Regions from separate parts of the Mus musculus genome. Here all the other regions are linked to region 2. Evidence: chromatin contacts called from public promoter capture Hi-C data. All regions are on one chromosome and are shown on one strand. The core of a region is the stretch at or near the end of the contact, and the rest is flanking DNA. Distances in the headings are between cores, read along the strand shown.

The links. Promoter capture Hi-C pulls out the DNA fragments that hold promoters and counts their contacts.
Region 1: a promoter capture Hi-C map of hippocampal neurons shows a contact between it and region 2, with 3 times the contacts expected there. The contact joins the promoter of Snx3 here to the promoter of Amd1 in region 2. A contact is called at or near these places in 4 of 39 promoter capture datasets (hippocampal neurons, liver and pre-B cells), 1 of 484 Hi-C or Micro-C datasets (olfactory sensory neurons) and 1 of 9 other capture datasets (adipose tissue).
Region 3: a contact with region 2 is called in a promoter capture Hi-C map of liver, with 7 times the contacts expected there. The contact joins the promoter of Afg1l here to the promoter of Amd1 in region 2. A contact is called at or near these places in 2 of 39 promoter capture datasets (the C10 cell line and liver).

What each region holds. Positions count from the first base shown.
Region 1 is chr10:42,500,479-42,503,366 of GRCm38.p6, reverse strand. Snx3 (sorting nexin 3) reads right to left here and starts at 1,313. Exons shown (of 4, transcript NM_017472.4): 1 at 875-1,313. The coding sequence starts at 1,036.
Region 2 is chr10:40,300,811-40,303,562 of GRCm38.p6, reverse strand. Amd1 (S-adenosylmethionine decarboxylase 1) reads left to right here and starts at 1,375. Exons shown (of 8, transcript NM_009665.5): 1 at 1,375-1,814. The coding sequence starts at 1,705.
Region 3 is chr10:42,477,035-42,479,961 of GRCm38.p6, reverse strand. Afg1l (AFG1 like ATPase) reads left to right here and starts at 1,397. Exons shown (of 13, transcript NM_145743.2): 1 at 1,397-1,699. The coding sequence starts at 1,561.

The sequences.
Region 1 (2,888 bases), core at 64-2,563, 2.2 Mb before region 2:
CTGCTCTACAGAGTAAAAAAAGCAGTACTTTCATTTAGTGTCCCTCGAATCATCTAAATTACTTACTGCCAAAACCCCATTAGTTATGGGATTCTAAGAGTACGTTTCTACTTCACCCTATTCCTTTTTTCAGTTGAAGTGAAAAAGCTAAAGCCAGACACTTAGATGAGTAGGGTTCCCTAGTCCCGGGCAGTTGCTTTTTTGGACACTGAGGAAGATGACATTCCACACACCTAGGCCTTCAGCAGGACAGCCAAGCATGCTAAGGTCAACCATTTCTCATCGCTGCTAACCGCTTGGTTGAGCCCTACCACAAAAATCTGACGCGCTCCCGTGAACTCGCCATCAAGTTCTGCTCACAGACGTGTACGGCCCAGGATACTCTTACTGTAGCTTGAGACAGGCCTGGAAAGAGCAGCTAAGCTTGGCTTCACTACGTCTTGGTAAGCGTCCAGGAAAAAAAAAAAAAAGAGACAGGGAGGGAGAGAGGGCTTCAACTTTGCGCACACACGCCCCCCTCCCCCTTTCTTCCTCAGTCACACCTAGCTCTCTTTTCGGAGAACAGTGTTCTCGAAAGATCTACCTCTTCAACTCAAATGTCAAGCCCAGATCAGCTGCCTGAGATCTCGGCTAGCAGAGCTCAACCCACGCCCTCGTCTTCCAGCACCTTCTACCGGAGCCAGCGAGCTGGTCCCCATACAAACTGTCCACGGAGAGCGAGCGAAACCCTGGCTCACGCCTCCGCCCGCAGACAAGCTGCCTCGCAGGGGCGTCTGGCCTGGGCGGCCGCTGAGACCTCAAGGCCCCGCGCCGGGGTCCGGCGGGACTTGGCGGCCCCGGAGCGAGGGATGCGGGAGAGGGGCGGACGCCTCACCTTGACCCTGATCTCGTAGGTGGTGAAGCGGCCCCGGCCGACCCCCACGGTCTGCGGGTTGCTCACGTCGATCTCGAGGAAGTTGCTGGGCGGCCCGTAGGCGTCATTCAGATTCTGCGGCTTGGTGATGAGCCGCCGGGTGTCCGCTACCGTCTCCGCCATTTCGCTGTCGCCGCGGCAGCCGCGGGCTTCTCTCCACCGCCTTCCGCCAACGCCACCGCCGCCCGCCGCGGGGACTCCCGGCTCGCGCGCAGCGAACGGAGACGAACGAGCACGTAGGACGGGTGGGCGTTCGTTCCGCGCGAAGCTCCGCCCCAGGCTGCTCGGGCTTCCGCCCTCTGCCCAGGGAGAAACAGCTGACTGGCCTGAACGCCGCGCCCGGTTCGCAGGCCCCGCGGCGGCCCCGAGGGACACTGCGGGGTGGGGCTGAGGCGCGGCGGCGTCACGGGACTGTGGGCGCCAAGGATATGGGGAGACTACAATAACCACAATGCCTCGGGCGAGCGCGCCGCCGCCGAGTGACGCGCAGGCGTAGTAGGGGAGCTCTGGGGAGGAGGTGTGGGTTTCCGGCTTTTCTGACCCAGCTTCTCTGCGGGGAGGGACTCCGGAAACGATTTTAGCTGTTCTGGCGCAGTGAAGGCAGTCGTTGGGACGGCAGGGAGGAGACAAAACTGCCTATGCTGTAAGACAGCCAATCCAGTGCATCACTGTGATCCCTGGAAATTCATTTCTAGAAACCTTTAATAAACGTCTCAAATGAATCAGTACACATCTGTAATCCTGACCTTTGGCAAATGGAGAGCGGAGAATCAGGAGCTCGAGGCCAGCCTGGGCTACATGAGACCTTATCTTTAAAAACCAAGGGAGAGCCGGGCGGTGGTGGCGCAGGCCTTTAATCCCAGCACTTGGGAGGCAGAGGCAGGCGGGTTTCTGAGTTCGAGGCCAGCCTGGTCTACAAAGTGAGTTCCAGGACAGCCAGGGCTATACAGAGAAACCCTGTCTTGAAAAAAACACAAAACAAAACCAAAACAAAACAAAAGGCTTTTTAGCCAGGCGTGGTGGAGGCAGAGGCAGGCGGGATTTCTGAGTTCTAGGCCACTGGTCTACAGAGTGAGTTGACAGCCAGGGCTACACAGTAGCCCTCAAAAAACAAACAAAAAATGATGATGTAACTCAGTTGGTAGATTGATTGCCTAGGATTCATAAAGTCCTGGGTCCAGTCCCCAAGAAGGACATTAATCCCGGCATAATGTAATGCCAGCACTCAGAAGGCTGAGACTCAGAAGTTTCAAGGTCACCCTGTTCTACACTGATAGATTCGAAGCAGTAAATAAGGGAGTGGAATTTTTTAAACCTGATAAGCTCAAACTAAGGTCAAACAGTGCCTAAAGACTGGTCTGGCCCCTGAAATAAGAAAGCAAAATAAGAAAGACAAGATGAAGGCCGGGAACCCTGTCTGGGTAAGCGGCCACTCTTGTTTCCCACAAATCCTGGTAAATGTGTTTTGTTTTTAAGCGGTAAATCTCAAATTGTACTTGGAATGCTACTTAGAGAAGCCTTTATACAAAATGGAAAAAAGGACCAGGGAAAGACTCAGGAAGCTGAAGGGAGACAGGAAGATAGGGGAGTGCCAAGAACCAGGATACCAGGAGCTAGTGCATCCGGTTGTCAACCCAATACCTGAACAAAGCCATTACGTGGCCTAGGCAGCGTCACGTGACCTTAGAGTCCCTTCAAGTCAGCCTACAAAAACAGCAGTGTAGCACAACCATAAAGCTAGCAAGTTCCAAAGTTAGTTTATTTCCAGAGTACAGGAGAATACAGATCTGAAAAGAGTTGGAGATACGGGCTACTGATTAACAGTGCTTGTCGTGCAAGTACGAGGACCTGAGTTTGGACCCCCAAATTCATGCAACAACAAGACTTGCAGTACCAGTAACTACAACACTGTGGGGGTGAGGTGGGGTGGGGTGGGGTGGGGTGAGGAGATAGGGGAGTCACTCAGGTTTTGAAA
Region 2 (2,752 bases), core at 126-2,625:
ATCAAATTTCAACAGTTGCAGTGGATTTCTCTAGGGATAATAGGAGACGGTCCCTTTGTCTTGTGACTATAATCATTTTTAATTTTATGAGCTTGGTGACTTTCCCCCAGTGTTTCCAAGTAACTAATAACTTTGTTAACATCTTTTGCTTCTTAAGATTAAAAAAAAAAAAAGAAAGAAAGAAAGTGGCCTTGTCCCAGCTCCCTCCCCCAGGCTGGTGTGAGTGTGCAAGTATGTGTGCAGAGCTTGTGTTTCATACTGCAAATATAAATAAAGGAAGATAGCAGAAGAAAAAAAAAACAAAACAAAATCCTACTTGGATTTGACCCCTAATTTATACTTTAGATTATCATTAGTGAAAACTCTTTGCTACCCATTTACATTATTATTATATACTCGCGAAGATCCTTTTTAGGCATTTAGGCAATTTTAGGCAAATTTGTAAATTTGCGTGGTACTGGTGGTTGTGAGGAATACTTTCAATTAGTTCACCCCTTTAAGAATAGCCTAAGAAAAATATCAAATAACCTCGTATTATACTTAATAAAGCTAGTTCCTAGGAAGTTTTGCAAACTAAATATCCACCAGTTGACCTAATGGAGTACGGGTTGATAGGTGTCTGCTGGAAGGCGGCCAACTCCTAAGCTAGGCTAGGCACACGGTGGGGGGTAGATAGCGCCGGAGCCCTCCAAGGCTGGGCGCCACGTTGCTTTTCTCTTTTCTCTTTTGAAATAGGAAGACGACGCTTCTGGCTATTGTGTAAACCCGTGGAGAACTGCCTTCATTCCCACATCAGATAAAGCACAAGCAGAATTAAAGCGCATTCCAATCCGACCCCGGGCCACACGTACGTCACTGACAATTTTATTGCCTAGGCTGCGTTCGTCTCGTGGAAACACGTGAAAAAATGGTTTAAAAAAATTTTTTTTAAAAAGCCAAAAACCACCTCGGCTTGAAACGAGAAACCGCACAGGATCAAAGCACTACGCCAACCCAGCAGTGGCCACCGCCCCCGCCGAGCCCCGCGACACCCCTCCAGACTCCCTCCTGTTTTCTGCTAACCAGCTGTGTGCAGCGTGGGACAGCCTCGCCTGTCTCCCGCTCTCCCCACCAGCTCCACAAGTAATCCCAGATTCCCAAGTCCCCAGCCGGACAACAGAGCGGTCTCCCGCTCAAGGGACAGCGGCAGCTCCATCTGCAACCAAGCTGGTAGTCCCCTGCACTCCCCGTGGGCCCACCGCCAGCCAGCCGGCGTTCGGCGACGTTTGACTGACACGAAGCGGTCCCTATGAGGCCCTGAGGGCGGGGCGATGGCGTCACTTCCTGGCCTGTCGGGGAGGATGCTTATATAAGGTCTGCGCTCACGCAGAACCCTCGCTTACACAGTATGGCCGGCGACATTAGCTAGCGCTCGCTCAACTCTCCTAACGGGAAAGCAGCGGACTACAAGAGACTGAACTGTATCTGCCTCTATTTCCAACAGACTCACGTTCAACTTTCGCTCACGAAAATAGCCGGGAAAATTTTATTAGTCCTTTTTTTAAAAAAAAGTTAATATAAAATTATAGCAAAAAAAAAAAAAAAAGGAACCTGAACTTTAGTAACACAGCTGGAACAATCCGCAGCGGCGGCAGGAGCGGCGGGAGAAGAGATTTAATTTAGTTGATTTTCTGTGGTTGTTGGTTGTTCGCTAGTCTCACGGTGATGGAAGCTGCACATTTTTTCGAAGGGACGGAGAAACTGCTGGAGGTCTGGTTTTCCAGACAGCAGTCCGACGCAAGCCAGGGATCTGGGGATCTTCGTACCATCCCAAGGTGGGTGCCTGGGCCTGAGGGCGGCTCGCCGCCGACTGCGAGGCACGAGTCGCGGCCTCAGGTGGGGCCAGGTCGGCGGGCGGGAACTGGCTTCTCCCGCCGCCGTTGCGGGGCCGCCTGCGCCGCCTGGGGGAGGGGAGGAGGCCGGCGCGGCCGCGTGCTCAGGTAACGTCCCCGGCGGACGGCGGGGCTGGGCTGACGGGCTCCGGCGGGGGGCACGCGGCCCTCCGGCAGGTGTGGCTGGGTGAGGGGCGGGCGGAGCACGAGCTGGGTGGGCCTGGGCCGCGGGGCGACCAGCAGGCCTCCCGCCGCGGGGTAGGCGGCCGCGCGTGGCGCTCGCTCGGGCGGCGGGATTGGGCGGGAGCGGCCGTGTCGCAGTGCCGGGCCCCGCCGACGCCCGGACGTGCCCTGCAGCAGAGCGGGGCGCCTCGGGACCCTCCGCGGGCTTTGCCCGGGAGGCTCCTGACCTTGGGCTGTGTAACCTGTTACGGAGGCGAAGTCCGGGAGAGCGCAGCGGGGTGCTGGAGGGTTTGCCTGCTTCCCGGGGTACAAGCCTGTCAGCCCGAAGATCTATTTTACTTAATGCCTTAAGCTGGAGCAAAGGAGACCTGCGGGCCCCCTGCTCACACCCGACACGGGAGGTGGTGCGGAGAGTTGCTAGTGACCTCGCTGGGAGAGTCGAGCATTGAAGCGCGGATGACACTGAGGATGCATGGACCCGGCGGCGGTGACACCAGCCTCCCGCTTTGGTGGCCGGTACCCGGGCTCCGCCGTGCTCCGAAGCGCACTAATGGGACTAGAGTGGCGGAGGAACCGGCGTGGTCCGGTTCATTGAGAGGCGGACCAATGAGCTCCTGGGCCCCTCCGGAGCCTGGCCCCAGGGTGTGGACCAATGGGCGTTTTAGGAATGTTGGCTGCGCGGTGCAACCGTCCTCTGA
Region 3 (2,927 bases), core at 148-2,647, 2.2 Mb before region 2:
CCTTGTCCCAGCGTGGGATTCTTGGGAGCAGTTTGATTTCTTAGGGCCATTGTTTCAGTAGTGCAATAGCCAAAGGGAAAGAAGACACAAGTGTCTCTTTAGACTATCTTCAGTCCCATCGGGGTGGGTACATACTTTGACATATTAGCAGAGAAAAGGCTTGAAGTTACTCTGCCATACTACACCTTCCATTTCCTGTTTCTTCAGAATTCCTCTTCTGGTGACCACAATTTGGTTTCCTGGAATTCTTCTTAGTGTTCTCTTTTTTGGTCACACAATTGAAACTTTGTTTCCTCCTTCCTAGGAATGCTAGACTTTCTTGTTTTCCATAATTCCCAGCTAAATGTTCAGGTCTTTTAGATATGATCCACGGTTGAAGGGTTTACTTTTTTGTTGTTGTTGTTGTTGTTTTATTTATTTTTAAGGATGTAACTATGTAGTTGGACTTCTAACCCTGCTGTCTACATTTCCCAAATGCTAGGATTGCTGTTTGTGCTTTTTCTTCCCAGACTGGTGAATCTTGGGCTTCCTGCTAACTAGGCAAACACTCTATCAGCTGAACACCACCCGACAACCCCTGGGAAGGTCTTTGTCTTTTGTTAAAAGTTAATCTTGTATGGACTAGAGAAGTGGCTCAACTGTTTAAATAATGTGTAACTTATGCAGCCGACAAGGGTTTGGTTCGTAGCACCCACGTTGAGTGGCCCACAGCTGCCTTTAATCTCAGCCAGCTCTGGGGGGATCAATGCCCACTTCTGGCCTCCAGAAGAATCGCTTTCAATATAGGACACACACACCTAGACAAAAATATAATCTCCGTACTCCTCCACAACAGTGCTCTCTCCTTGATCCCACTATTGTCTTTAGCTGCAGCGTTCATCTAGCCAAAGGGTCGCCAGCCTCAAATGAGGGCAGTCGCAAATTCAAGTGGTCACACCATCCCATGACTGCCACATCCACCAGCTGTCAGTCTGGGCCCTTTGGCTTTCCTGTCCCACTTATAAGCTTCTTCAAAGCATGAAAACATGTGCTATATAGAAGATAATTTCTATTACTCAACAGCTCAAACAGAAAGTGGCAGAAACACATTTCAGGTACCCTTCAGAGACACGTTGGACACCGAAAGAAAAGTAAATTGAGGCTATATTATAGCAGATTGGACGAGGTATAATATATACCTCTTGGTCACCTTCATATTATGCGGTCTTAGAAGGTTCACGATTATTACTACAAGCTACAATTGGTTTCTCAGGCCTGGAGAACTAGGGTTTCAGTGGGGGCGGGGTGGAGAGTTGGTTCTAGCCGCCTCTCAGCGGGGTGGGGCGCACCCGCGACTGTCAGGACACGCCCCCTCAAGGCGCGAGGCCTCTCGGGACTTGTAGTCCCAAGGCCCACCGGAAGGCGTGAAGGGCAGGCGTTGCAGCCTTTCTAAGCTTGAGGTCATCTCTCTTTAACGCTCTCTCATTTTCAGGCGTGGCCTCCTGGAGCGCCACAGCACCCGGCTGCTCCGTCGCGTCTTCTGGGTTACAATAAAGTTTTCCTCCCTGTACGGAGCTCAAGATGGCGGCCTCCTGGTCGCCCTTGGTTACTCTGCGCTCCGCCGCGCGCAGCCGGCTGACTGGGAGAGGTGTTGGGTGCGGGGCGCGGGTCGTCGCAATCCCTCCTCCGGCCCCTGGCCCTGGGAAACCCCTGTGGAAAGGTCAGTGACCGTGTCACGAGCGGGCCGCGCAAGGCCCTGGGGTCACCCCACTGTCTGATCCCTCCCAGCTGCACCCGTGGCTTCACAAGTTGTAAGGATCCTAGAGACGAGTTCGTGTCTATTGACCTTTTGCATCTCGTTGCCCCAAAGAGCGCTGAGCGCCTCAGGCAGCTGCCCAGAGTAACTTCCATTTGAGGGTCAGAGGCCAACCCAGTTCTTCCCCAGGTAACCCAGGCCTGGAGAGGGCAGGTGTGCAAGAGCCCGGCTTGGAGGGATGGGGGTAAGCAAGATGGGGTTGGTGTGTGGGGAGCCTTTCACCCCAACCCATCTGGGCTCTTAAGGCTGGTGATGGACTTAATGGTCATGTCAGTCAGGGACCCTATGCCCCCTCCCCGCCCATTTTCTCGATGCAGTCTTAAATTCCTAGGGCATCACTTTGTCTGTTTGTCTGTCATTTATCTGTTTTGCCCCTGACCTTCGATTCTTTCGTTCTACTGTCATGTGTCTGTGAATGAGTGGTTAGCCAAATTACAATCACGTGGTCTCACTGTGTGGTACAGGCTGGCCACGAACTTGAGAACCTCCTGCTGCTCTTTCCCAGAAGTGCTAATTTTACCTCTCTTCACTGGACTGGTTTCTCAAAAGACAGCAAACCCTGTGTCCTTATTTCCTTGGCACGTAGGATGGTGATTGGTGTCTGATGAGCAGATATTTTCAAATGAACGACGTTATTCTCATGGTCTTCCTCAGTCACCTTTCCTCATCTCCAAGAGCTTCTTTATATACCTTCAAAATCGGATATAATTTAACAGAGTATATATATGCAAATGCCGATTCTCATCGTCTCAAGATAGGTTTTTTTCCCCCCTCAGTCATTGAAATAAATACCAGACTGTGAGCTTTACATGGCCCACTTAGCAAAGGGCCTTGCTATCAAGCCTGAGTTCAATCCCTAGGACCCATATGGCAGAGGGGAAGTACCAACACCCACCACTTGTCCTCTCTTGCGCGCGCGCACGCGCACACACACACACACACACACACACACAAAATAAGTAAAGTAAAAAATATTCCTTTCTATTTTATAAACAAGAGAAATGCTGAAGTATAAATCTCATTAATTGAGTCTGGATTACAGTTTCTGCCCCTTTCTTTACTCCCCCCCCCCACACCCGCCATCAAGAAATAACCCCAGGAGGGTTATTTCTTTTTCCCCTCTTGTTTGAAG